Regions from separate parts of the Capsicum annuum genome. Here region 1 is linked to region 2. The links are chromatin contacts, called in public Hi-C maps. All regions are on one chromosome and are shown on one strand. The core of a region is the stretch at or near the end of the contact, and the rest is flanking DNA. Distances in the headings are between cores, read along the strand shown. Region 1 overlaps LOC107878208. Region 2 holds the start of LOC107878207 (probable lipid-A-disaccharide synthase, mitochondrial).

The links. Hi-C and Micro-C count contacts between places; a contact is called where the count stands out from the background.
Region 1: a Hi-C map of leaf shows a contact between it and region 2, with 2.5 times the contacts expected there. The contact joins the enhancer-like site here to the promoter of LOC107878207 in region 2. A contact is called at or near these places in 2 of 5 Hi-C or Micro-C datasets (bud and leaf).

The regions. Positions count from the first base shown.
Region 1 is chr7:185,697,797-185,703,218 of UCD10Xv1.1, reverse strand. It overlaps LOC107878208, which reads right to left. Exons shown (of 3, transcript XM_016725128.2): 3 at 4,167-4,564. The coding sequence ends at 4,366. It overlaps LOC107878209 (CCR4-NOT transcription complex subunit 9), which reads left to right. Exons shown (of 9, transcript XM_016725130.2): 4 at 144-186; 5 at 509-615; 6 at 1,496-1,600; 7 at 2,343-2,542; 8 at 2,657-2,726; 9 at 3,132-4,073. The coding sequence ends at 3,248. Among protein-coding and RNA genes, the nearest start is that of LOC107878208, 8.4 kb to the right of the region's middle. Within about 2 kb of position 3,863, at least 2 of the 5 cell types and tissues checked have an H3K27ac peak or open chromatin away from gene starts, as enhancers often do. A contact at or near this core is called in leaf, where this site is marked.
Region 2 is chr7:185,651,706-185,656,378 of UCD10Xv1.1, reverse strand. It overlaps LOC107878207 (probable lipid-A-disaccharide synthase, mitochondrial), which reads right to left and starts at 1,721. Exons shown (of 9, transcript XM_016725127.2): 1 at 1,579-1,721; 2 at 1,197-1,444. The coding sequence starts at 1,432.

The DNA of each region.
Region 1 (5,422 bases), core at 2,614-5,113, 45 kb before region 2:
GAAGATTATTTTATCATTGCAACTGATTTTTGAACAAGCTTCTGCTAAGAAAAGGAGGTCATGAAATGAATTGATAGTGTCGTATCATAAGTTATGCTTCATGATATGTATCCACCTTACTCCTTTATGACTATATTCTGCAGGTGTTGGCCGATAACCCAGAAACAAGAAAGGGGCTCATAAAAGGTAATGCCAGTTCTTGATATGATACAAATTCAAATGAAATTTAGGTCTAGGCTGAACTAAACGTAAGAGTGAAGGAAATTGCTGTACGTGTATGATTATGGGAAAATTCTGGTGAATTCTACTTCATTATCATTTTTGTGGTGAGAATGCAGATCATGCCTGCAAATCTTTTGCGATGAAGTATATGTCCTTTTAATGATCTGCATCCCCCTGCTCGTCTTTCTCTTTTTGATGGAATTCTTGAACAAATGCAGGCTGAGTAAGATATATTTGTAGCGTTGTGTGAGAAACAGTTAACTCTTCTAGTAACTTCCCTTTGCAGCTAAAATACCATGTTATTTCTACCCATTACTCAAACCTAGTGGAGATGACAAACCTTTGGAGTATTTGAGGCTCACCACCTTGGGTGTTCTTGGTTCCCTAACGGAGGTATCCTTCCTTTTGATCAAATAAAACACGCTCTCTCTATTGTTGTCGCTACAATCATTTCATGCATTTACTAAACACACGTTCAGTAATTAGACTTTGTTGTTTACATATGCTAGAGAATCTCATACATAATATTTTTTACTTTCAAATGTTACTAATTCTTGTTTTTTATTTTCTTCCTTGTGACATTAGAACCATTATGTTTAGTTCCATGAAGAGTGAGGAAAGAAAATACATTGGCTTTTTTTGGTGGAATAACCAAAATTACCTCTGATTGTTTGATTAGTGGATTGAATTAAGGAAATATACTCTTTGTCCATCCAAGTCAAGAGAGGTGGAAAAGTGTAAGTTGAGGTATACACCACCAAGTATATAACCAAATCCCTCCACTTGAAATTGAAAAACAAAACAGTAAGTACAAAAATGAGTAAATAACCCCTAGTAGGGACTGGTAAAATTCAATTCAATGTTTTGTTCGTTCGGGTTTGATTGTGTCAGAGGTCCATAATTCAAATTAGGTTTATCGTGTGACAAACAGCATGCTGATATTGATCCTAAAACAAAAAAGATGTTAGGTACAGCTAGGCTGTGAACAGACAACCATCATACTATAAAAATTGAATAGGTTCGCTCTATAGTACCCTGACTAGACAAAGTGTCCATAATAATTATGGCTGATGGTAAACTGGTAATCAATTCCATAAATCAGTATCTGCTTTTTCTTCTTGAAATACCTATCTGCATTTCTTGAATTGTTTATCATAGCGAAATATGTGGCATGTTTGTATTGGTAATTTGACCACTGATCATACATTTGTAGCATTATTCTAATTTTTGGAAGTTCAACTTCATGATTCCAATATTTTGCTTTCTGGTGCAGTTTGATGATCCAAATGGACCACTGGTCCTTCATTTTTTCTTGGAAACGGAAATGGTTCCTTTGTGCCTAGCGTGCATGGATCACTGTGATGAACTGTCACAGAAGGTTAGCCTGCTACGTACTGATTTTAGGCGTTGAAGTTCTGAGTTTCTTGAGAGTGGTTCCTGATAACCTGAGAATGAAGTCTTTTAGTTCTATTGTTTCCGCAAAAGAATTTTTTTCGTATTCCCTTTATATACATGTATTTCGAATGAGAATTTGGAATATGGGAATAAAGTTCAAAATTCATGGGACTGGGTGACCATATGATTAAAAGGAAATTAGGATCTTGAAAAAAGATTTAGTTCTTCCAGACAATTGTATGTTTAGTTGCTGATAACCTACATCTTAAATGTACTATTTAGTTTGCAAAGGACTTACGCATCCGGTGGCGGAGCCAGAATTTTCATAAAAGGGATTCTCCCTTCAAAATATAAAGAATTAAACACAGAAGAAGTCACGGAGATTCAATATCTACTGTATAATACATAAAAAATATTTTTAGTTTTATATATACAATGTTATTATCCCACGAAGTGTGCTTTGATGAATCCCTTCCGCTCCTCTTGCTATGCCCCTGCATGCATCTACACCATACGGTATACCTAATGATAAAACATCCTTGAGAGGAATGCTAGCAAACTTTACAGGAGAAACGGGGCACTTGGTCATTAGGAAGGAAAATGGAAGTGCTTGTGATATGTTTGTCACTCTGATTTTCCGTTCTGTTTTATGAATAGTGTTCGAATGACTTTGTTGGTTTGCTGTTTCTTGGATCATATATGAAAGGAATATTGTACCTCCACAGGTTGCAACTCTCATACTTATGAAAATTCTGATGCAAGAGAAGGGAATGACGTATTGTTGTGATGGGGCTGATCGCTTCTTCTCGATAGTACAGGTCTTGAACCGAGTGGTAGAGAAACTTTCTAAAAAACCTTGTTGGCTGCAACTAAAATATGTAATACAATGTTATATAAGTTTTTCAGAAGTATTATGGCTCCACGGGTAAACATTCTCATCCATGCTGCTGCTCGAGTTTCATAATTTGTGATTTCTCTGTAACTATGAGTTAGTTATATCTCACTTGGATTTATCGTTTGATCCACCATCATAATGCAGGCCATGTGATGTATTAAAAAAACAAGTTCCTCCTCAGTTATTTGACAAGACCTTTAAGGACATTCTTCGTGTGAGTTCATCTGCTCCTTTTTTTCTTTTACATACTACTAATGAACATATGCAACTGGCCATGACTTAACAGTTACAAAAACTAGTCCTTTGACTTTACTCTTACAAAAAAAGGAAAATGTGACTTTAGTGTTACAAAGAGTAAGTTTAGTGACCATCGATAACTTAACCCCCATCGTTAGCCTTGTCTCGTTCTTCAGTTTCCTGCAACTACTCCGGACAAACCTCTTTAAGCAATCGTTCATTAGAACTCAAGGTTGAAAACTTTCAGTAGTACTTGTTTCATCTTTGATAGTATTTCTACTAGTATCAGAATATCTTAAAGCGATATCGTCTACATAGATATTTTCAACTACTGTTAAAGCTTCATGTGTATAATTGTAAAATTTTGCATATGCTTTTGCAGGATGATCACGAAACTACATGGGCGTTGCAGGTGCTACATTTCAATATTTATGGACGTCTAAATGTTTCGCAGATTAAAGAGAGTAACATCATTGCAAATAAGGATACCGTATGGTGAACTAATTCTGTAATAATAGGAAAAGGCAACGTATGATGACCTCAGTAGAGGAAAAAATGTTTCTTAACTTTTCAACTGTTAGAAGCTGAAAACTTATTGAGCCTCGTTAAAACCTAAGTTGCTAAGACTCTTCACTTCTGATGCCTCACCCTTGTCGGATTCTCCAAAAGATCCACTATTTTTGAATAATCCGACACGCACCCAATGAGACTATTGAAGAGTCGAAGCAACATAGGTTAAAACCGATACATCTGCTTTGTTATGCACTGAATTGTAGCTTTGTTCAGCTGAATTAAGTTATATGTGGTGTTGTTTTCTTTACAATACCATTTGATCTTTGAGAGAATTGGCTTTTTGTTTTTTTTCTTTTTTAAGCATTTGTTTTTGGCAAATAAATGGGTTTTGGTTTTGTTTCTTCTTTTTTCTTTTTCCGGAGGACAAATGTGCATATTATTTAGAACCAGCCTGGCCATATAAGCTTCTTTTCTCGTAATAATTTTCAAAATGAATGTTCGGCCATGAAATTACAAATTTGAAGTGCATTTCAAATTTGAAGAGTAACTTATAACATGTTTTCCGACTCATTTTTCACTTTTGAAGTTGTACTTAAGTACGTACAAGTCCTGATTGTTTATTCCATTTTTTGTCTGTTTTAAGTATGAAATGGGAGTCAAGGATATTCATTGCTAAAATAGTCACTGAATAGAGATAACTGTGCCACAATTAAGCTTTTCTGTCCAATCAGTACATATACACAATACAATGTCTCGCTCTCAGAGGATGCATTTTGACTTGCTCGGAGAGCCTTGGGGCCTGTAGATCCATAATGCATCTCCTATTATAAAGTGGGGTTAATTGACAATACCATACAAAAGCATACTCCAGGGATGTGTGGAAGTTAAGAGTTGCCACTCCAAAGAAAAAGAAAAAGCAAGCTCTTCTATTTCTCTCTTCAGTTACAACAAAATATCATGCTAACAAACGTGTCACTCATTTGCACCCATTCAAGAAATTTAAGATAACAAGCTACAAAAACGATCGTATTCTCTTACAATAAAATACATGAGATTACATGAATCATGAATCTTGAAGTCAAACCACATGAGCAAACTGAGTATCAATCCTTGGGAAGAGAAGTGTTCGATTTCGAGGGAATGGATAGATTGCTCTCGAGCATAAAAGAAAGATCATGCATCTGCGACATTATACCTTCTATATCCATATCACTCTTTGATGGATTCAATTCATCACGAATGTCTGCATTCTCTGAAGCATGCACAGCATTGTCACCAGCCTTGCTTGGGGTATCAACTCCACTAAAAGATGTCAAATGAAATGTTAGAAATTGTTGATTTAACTTGAGTGCAGGCGTTAACCGTTAAACAATAGTAACAAAGAAAACATGAATTCAATCTTTATTTAACAAGGTAACCTCTCCAAGTACTGCCTCCTAAAGTATTTCTCATTTTCTCGGTCTTCATTATTTACAGTCGCAATGGGACCTCTTCCCACTTTAGATGTTAAGTCTAGATATCTTTAAATAGACATAAGCTTCGACAGTCACCATTCACTAGTGAACATTGCTAGTCATTACTAGTCTTCTTAAATGGTTTTATAGACAGTAGTCAGAAGCTATCTTTCCTTTTTCAAGAAGGAAAAGTAATAGAAGGTATCTTTCTTCCCTTTTTTCAGCAAAAGAGGTCAGATGTATCATTATTTTGCCAACTTGTTAAAACCCACTTTTCCATCTAGTTTCTGAATCTCTTTCTTCTAGTGCTTCATCTCAGGTAGTCTACTGCCCAGAGTCCCGAAGTTAGACTCATCTGAAGAAAAATCGACAATATCAAATTTCACCTTGATACTCTAGCCACATCACAATGTAGACAATCTTAGCCAGCAAACTAATAAAAACCAACTGGACACAGATCAAATCTATTCTAATAGACCATTTTTTTTCTTTTGAAAAGCTAGATATGTCGATGCCAAACTCTTTTTTTCTTCTTTTTATTTTTTGCGTGCGTGTGTGTGTGTGTGTGTGTGGGTTTGGGGGGGGTTGCATTTTATTTCCAAACTAGGTTGGGTTTGAACCATTATTGTTGTTATTGTTTAGAGTTTACCTCTCAGGGACAAGGAACACGTAATTCTCATCCTGGAAAGACGGGAATAGTGTTCCA
Region 2 (4,673 bases), core at 472-2,971:
GTAAATACAAGAGATTAAGAATTTACCATTGTGAATAATCTTCTTGTCTGTGTTCATAACTAACAAGTGCTTCCTCCTCATATTCAGAATTTTCTCTGTCATCCAAAATGTTTGTTTAGGTGCCTCCATAAGTGTTTGTTTAAGTGCCTTCATAAGTGCCAAATCTTGCTTCTTTATTATGTGTGCATCCAGCTAATCCAAAGCTTGTCTTTCTTCTGATTGTGTGCCCAAGGTAGTTTACAGTTCATGGCCTAACAGATGAAGATAAATTGTCTTGTAGTCTGATTCACCCCTCCAATATACACTTGGCTTTTGAACAAGTTAGCTTTCACTTAGTAACTCTAACAAGCTACTAATTATCAATAAGGATACCCAGAAAGTGTGAAAACATCTCTAGGCATAGTTATCAATTATGTGCAGCTACAAATTTTTGAACTTTCGTTCACACAACAACAACAAACCCAGTATATTCCCACATAGTGGGGTCTGTGGACTTTCGTTCACACACCCTAACAAAAATCTTACACTTTGTTTTGTATGGTTGTTACGTATTGTTTCATAATGTATCATATTGCACTGTATTGTGTGGTATTGTAAAAAATAAAAAAAAATAAAAAAGCAAGCAATCCAGTGCACTAAAGCTCCCGCTATGCCCAGAGTCCGAGGAAGGTTGTATTGTGGTGCTCTGTATTGTTTTAATTAATACATGCTTGAGATTATATCATTTTTTGTTATTACATAATCTCATACATCAACCATTTTGAAGGATAAACCAACAGGAAAAGTAGAATATGGGGTGGGGCTACTATTCAAAAGTAGGATAACAGGTAAAATAGGATATCAAATATATTAAATAATAAGTAAAGATAAAATGAGGAAAAAATAAGGTAACGATACGACCATACCATATTGGTTGTTTCATTGAATGGGACTTTTTGCCGTTACGTTAATGATGGATTTTAACTATGAGATATAATAAAATTTAAGTAATAATCAAAACAAACATTGTGTTTAAACTAACGACACAATACAATACAATAGGTATCAATCATTCAAACACACTGTTAGGGGGTGTACCTCAAATTTCCTATTCAAATTAAAAGTTATATAATGTTGCAAAAAAGAACTATTCCTGGCAGACCAAAAAAAGGCACAAATATGATGAACAAATAACTAAAAAGAAAGAGAAACATTACCCTCCAACACCAGCAAAATGTACAGGGAAAGGAGAAAGCTTTATCAAAGAAGTCATTACACGTGAACCAATTATATCACCAGAAACCTCCCCAGCAACAATGAAGACCCTAAGTTCACCATCTTTTGAAGCAAAATCAACTGTAGATTTACTTGAAACTGAGAATGTTCTTCTTATCTGTCTCATCAACTTCATGTTTATCTCACTATTCACATTCCAAATTCTTCTAAAAATCATATCTTTGCTGACCTATTATCAAAATAATATATGTATGAAAAATCTTAGTAAAACCCTTTAACTTGGGGAAGTAATAAAGTAAATTAAAATGGGAATTTCATTAAACAACTTGTATGTGGAAAATGGCACACAGTGAACAGACTCACCAGCACTTCCTCCCTCCGTCCTTGAATTGATTGCTTTGGAATTAAATTATACTCCCTCAACTTTATACTAGGGGCGGTTTGTTTGGGAACTGGTTATTTCGAATAATTAATTTCGAAATTAGTTATTCAGAGTTAATTATCTGATTATAGGGGTGATTTATTTGGGAATAGGTTATTCTGAATAATTAATTTCAAAATTGTTTATTCAGAGTTAATTATCTGATTATGCATTTGTGATAACTTTATTTCATCAATATAATATAAGTAGTGGAATAAATAACTTTGAGACTAATTAATATTATATTTTATTTTTAATTATTATGCCTTATACCTCATCAAACGAACCCTTAATAGTTGAGGCCCACAATAAAAGAGTTAGTTTTATTTTTGAGAAAAGGATCAAATTTGTTTCTCTACTTTAAAAAATTAATTAAATATACCACTTATCATATTTTAAGATCAAATTCACTTTCGTTGTTATAACCTGAGGTCAATTTTATCCTCGTTGTTAAGAAATTTTCATTTGTACTCTTCATTTAACAGAAAAATCAAAATCAACATAAATATTTTGTTTCTAAAAATAAAGTACACCCTAATTTAACTCATCCCAACCGACTTGACTCACAAAAAAATACAACAAATATACCCTTCCTTAGTTAGGTTGGTCGAGTTTACTCTACAATAGGTTGTTTAAAAATGAACAAAAAGTAAAATAGAATGCGATGGCACACGAGCATGGAGCTAGAAAAAAATGTCTAGTACAAGTTATGCTACTGTTGCAATTATGTTCAAATTTCAAATTTTGATATGCAATTCTATATGCATCTAGATTCTAGAATTAGTGGATAAACTTGTTGAGCAAATGACATAATGAAAATTTTGTGTAGATCCAAATTATATATAGAAACATAAGAATGAAGAGATGTAAGGATTGACACATAAGGAGACCTCTTGACTCAATCATCCATAGAAATATCTAGCTGGCCTAATATGTTGCATTTGACTGCTAGGTGTCATTTTTCATGAGTTTTACACTGATATAAATCTAACACACTTCTTGGATAGATTATTAGTAATCTTGTGTTAAAGGTGTTAAAGAACTTCAAAGGTGTTCTTGTTTATACATGAACTTGTGTTGAAGTTGGTGTTGTTTGTATACAAATTCTTGTACCCGAAACACCATACAAAATACAATCTTAAGGAATAATCTATAGAATCTGTATTGCTTGTTTTTGGAGATTAAAACTTTAAGATTTTTACTCCGTTTGAACTTAACTAGCGGTTTGAAGACATAAAATCTTCATCACAAGTTAAAGGTCACTCGATTGACGATTGAAAGTAATCAAAACTTCATCGTTAACTACAAACAAGAAGAGTTTAAAGTTATTTAACTTAAAAGTAGTATTCTGAAAATACTAAATTTACTGTCTTGTGGTGACAAGAAAAATGACTAACGAAAGTCAAATGCAAGATGCGGCAATGTCTATGGGGGCAACAAGTATTGCCTCAACAAGTCGCACGAATGCTCCTCCAACAATGGCACCGACGGAGAAACCCAAAAAATTTACGGGCATTAACTTCAAGCGATGATAACAAAAGATGTTCTTTTACCTCACCACTCTATGCCTTCAAAGGTTCACCAGTGAGGATGCTCCTGAGGTGCCTGAGAAAACCTCGGACAAAGAGCGTCTCATGATTGTAGAGGCTTGTAAACACTCAGATTTTCTTTGCAGGAATTATATCTTGAGTGACCTTTACAATGTTTATAGTGAAACTAAGACATTGAAGGAATTTTGTGGGGGGGGGGGGGGGGCACTAGAACGAAAATATAAGACAGGGGATGCAGGAATTAAGAAATTCTTTGTTGTAAGCTTTCTGGACTTTAAAATGATAGATAACAAATCGGTTGTCTCTCAAGTTCAGGAATTGCAAGTAATCATCCATGATCTCCTAGAAGAAGGTATATCTTTGAAAAATACCTTAGTTGAACAAATTGAAAATGTTCTTTGTACTCACATAAACTGTTGTAACGACCTGAAATCACCTCTCGGGATGTCACACGGTGCTTAAGTCTACAAGTAGACCCCAGCTAACCCTTTGAGCCTGTTTCTACTAATAACACTCATTTCAAGATGAAATAATTCAAACACTAGCATAGTCATATCATATGAATGAAAATACGAAGAAGATGCTCGATCCAAACGACCACAATACTGGAAACCTCAACACAACCACAATATGATAACTAGTCTGAAAAAGCCTCTACTAATCCATGAACTAGAGAGCCGTTGGGAAAGGTCCCCAACTAACTCGAAATGAACTGAAAGTAATAATATAGTCTCTCAAATACAGAAATGTCTGAAGATAGGTCCTCGAACCATGACGACTCACCACTATGGAAATGTAGACAGAGATACTCGAAAGTCACTAACGAGGCTGAGACTGAGCACCTGAACCTGTATTATAAGACAATGTAGCACATAGACGTATATGTGGATCAACACTTGGGAATGTACTGAGTATGTGGGGGTGCATGCATTTATATAATACAACATCAACACTTTTTAATAAAATCATGCATGCAATAAGTAATGACTCATATGGCTCGAATATGTATAAAATGTAAAGCTCATGAATCATGTAGATTGGAGAATGTAACACAAATCTCGTGAGTCATTATACTTTTAGCTTTGAAATTTGTACTTTTCTCTTATTCTCATTACTCAAGGCTAAAGGAAACTTTAGGCAATACTTTTAACTCATGCATATGTCTCATGGAGAGTAAAACTTCTTTAATGCTGAATAACTCATAACTCTTTTGAACTCAAATACTTGGAATTCAAAATCATATAACTTTGGAACATACTTGAAGGCATTTCATTCACGTTAGGAAAATATCTCATTTCAAGCTTTAGGGAAAAATACTCATATCAAGGGAAAGTATTTTAGTTTTAAAGGAAAATATCTTATCTCAATGGAAAATACTTTAGTTTAGGGAGTTTCTCTTAACCGATATAAACCATGTGAGCTACATGGAGTCCAACGTTTTGTACTCCTAAGGAAAAGACCTCACGGGGAGAGGCATCATACTCTTT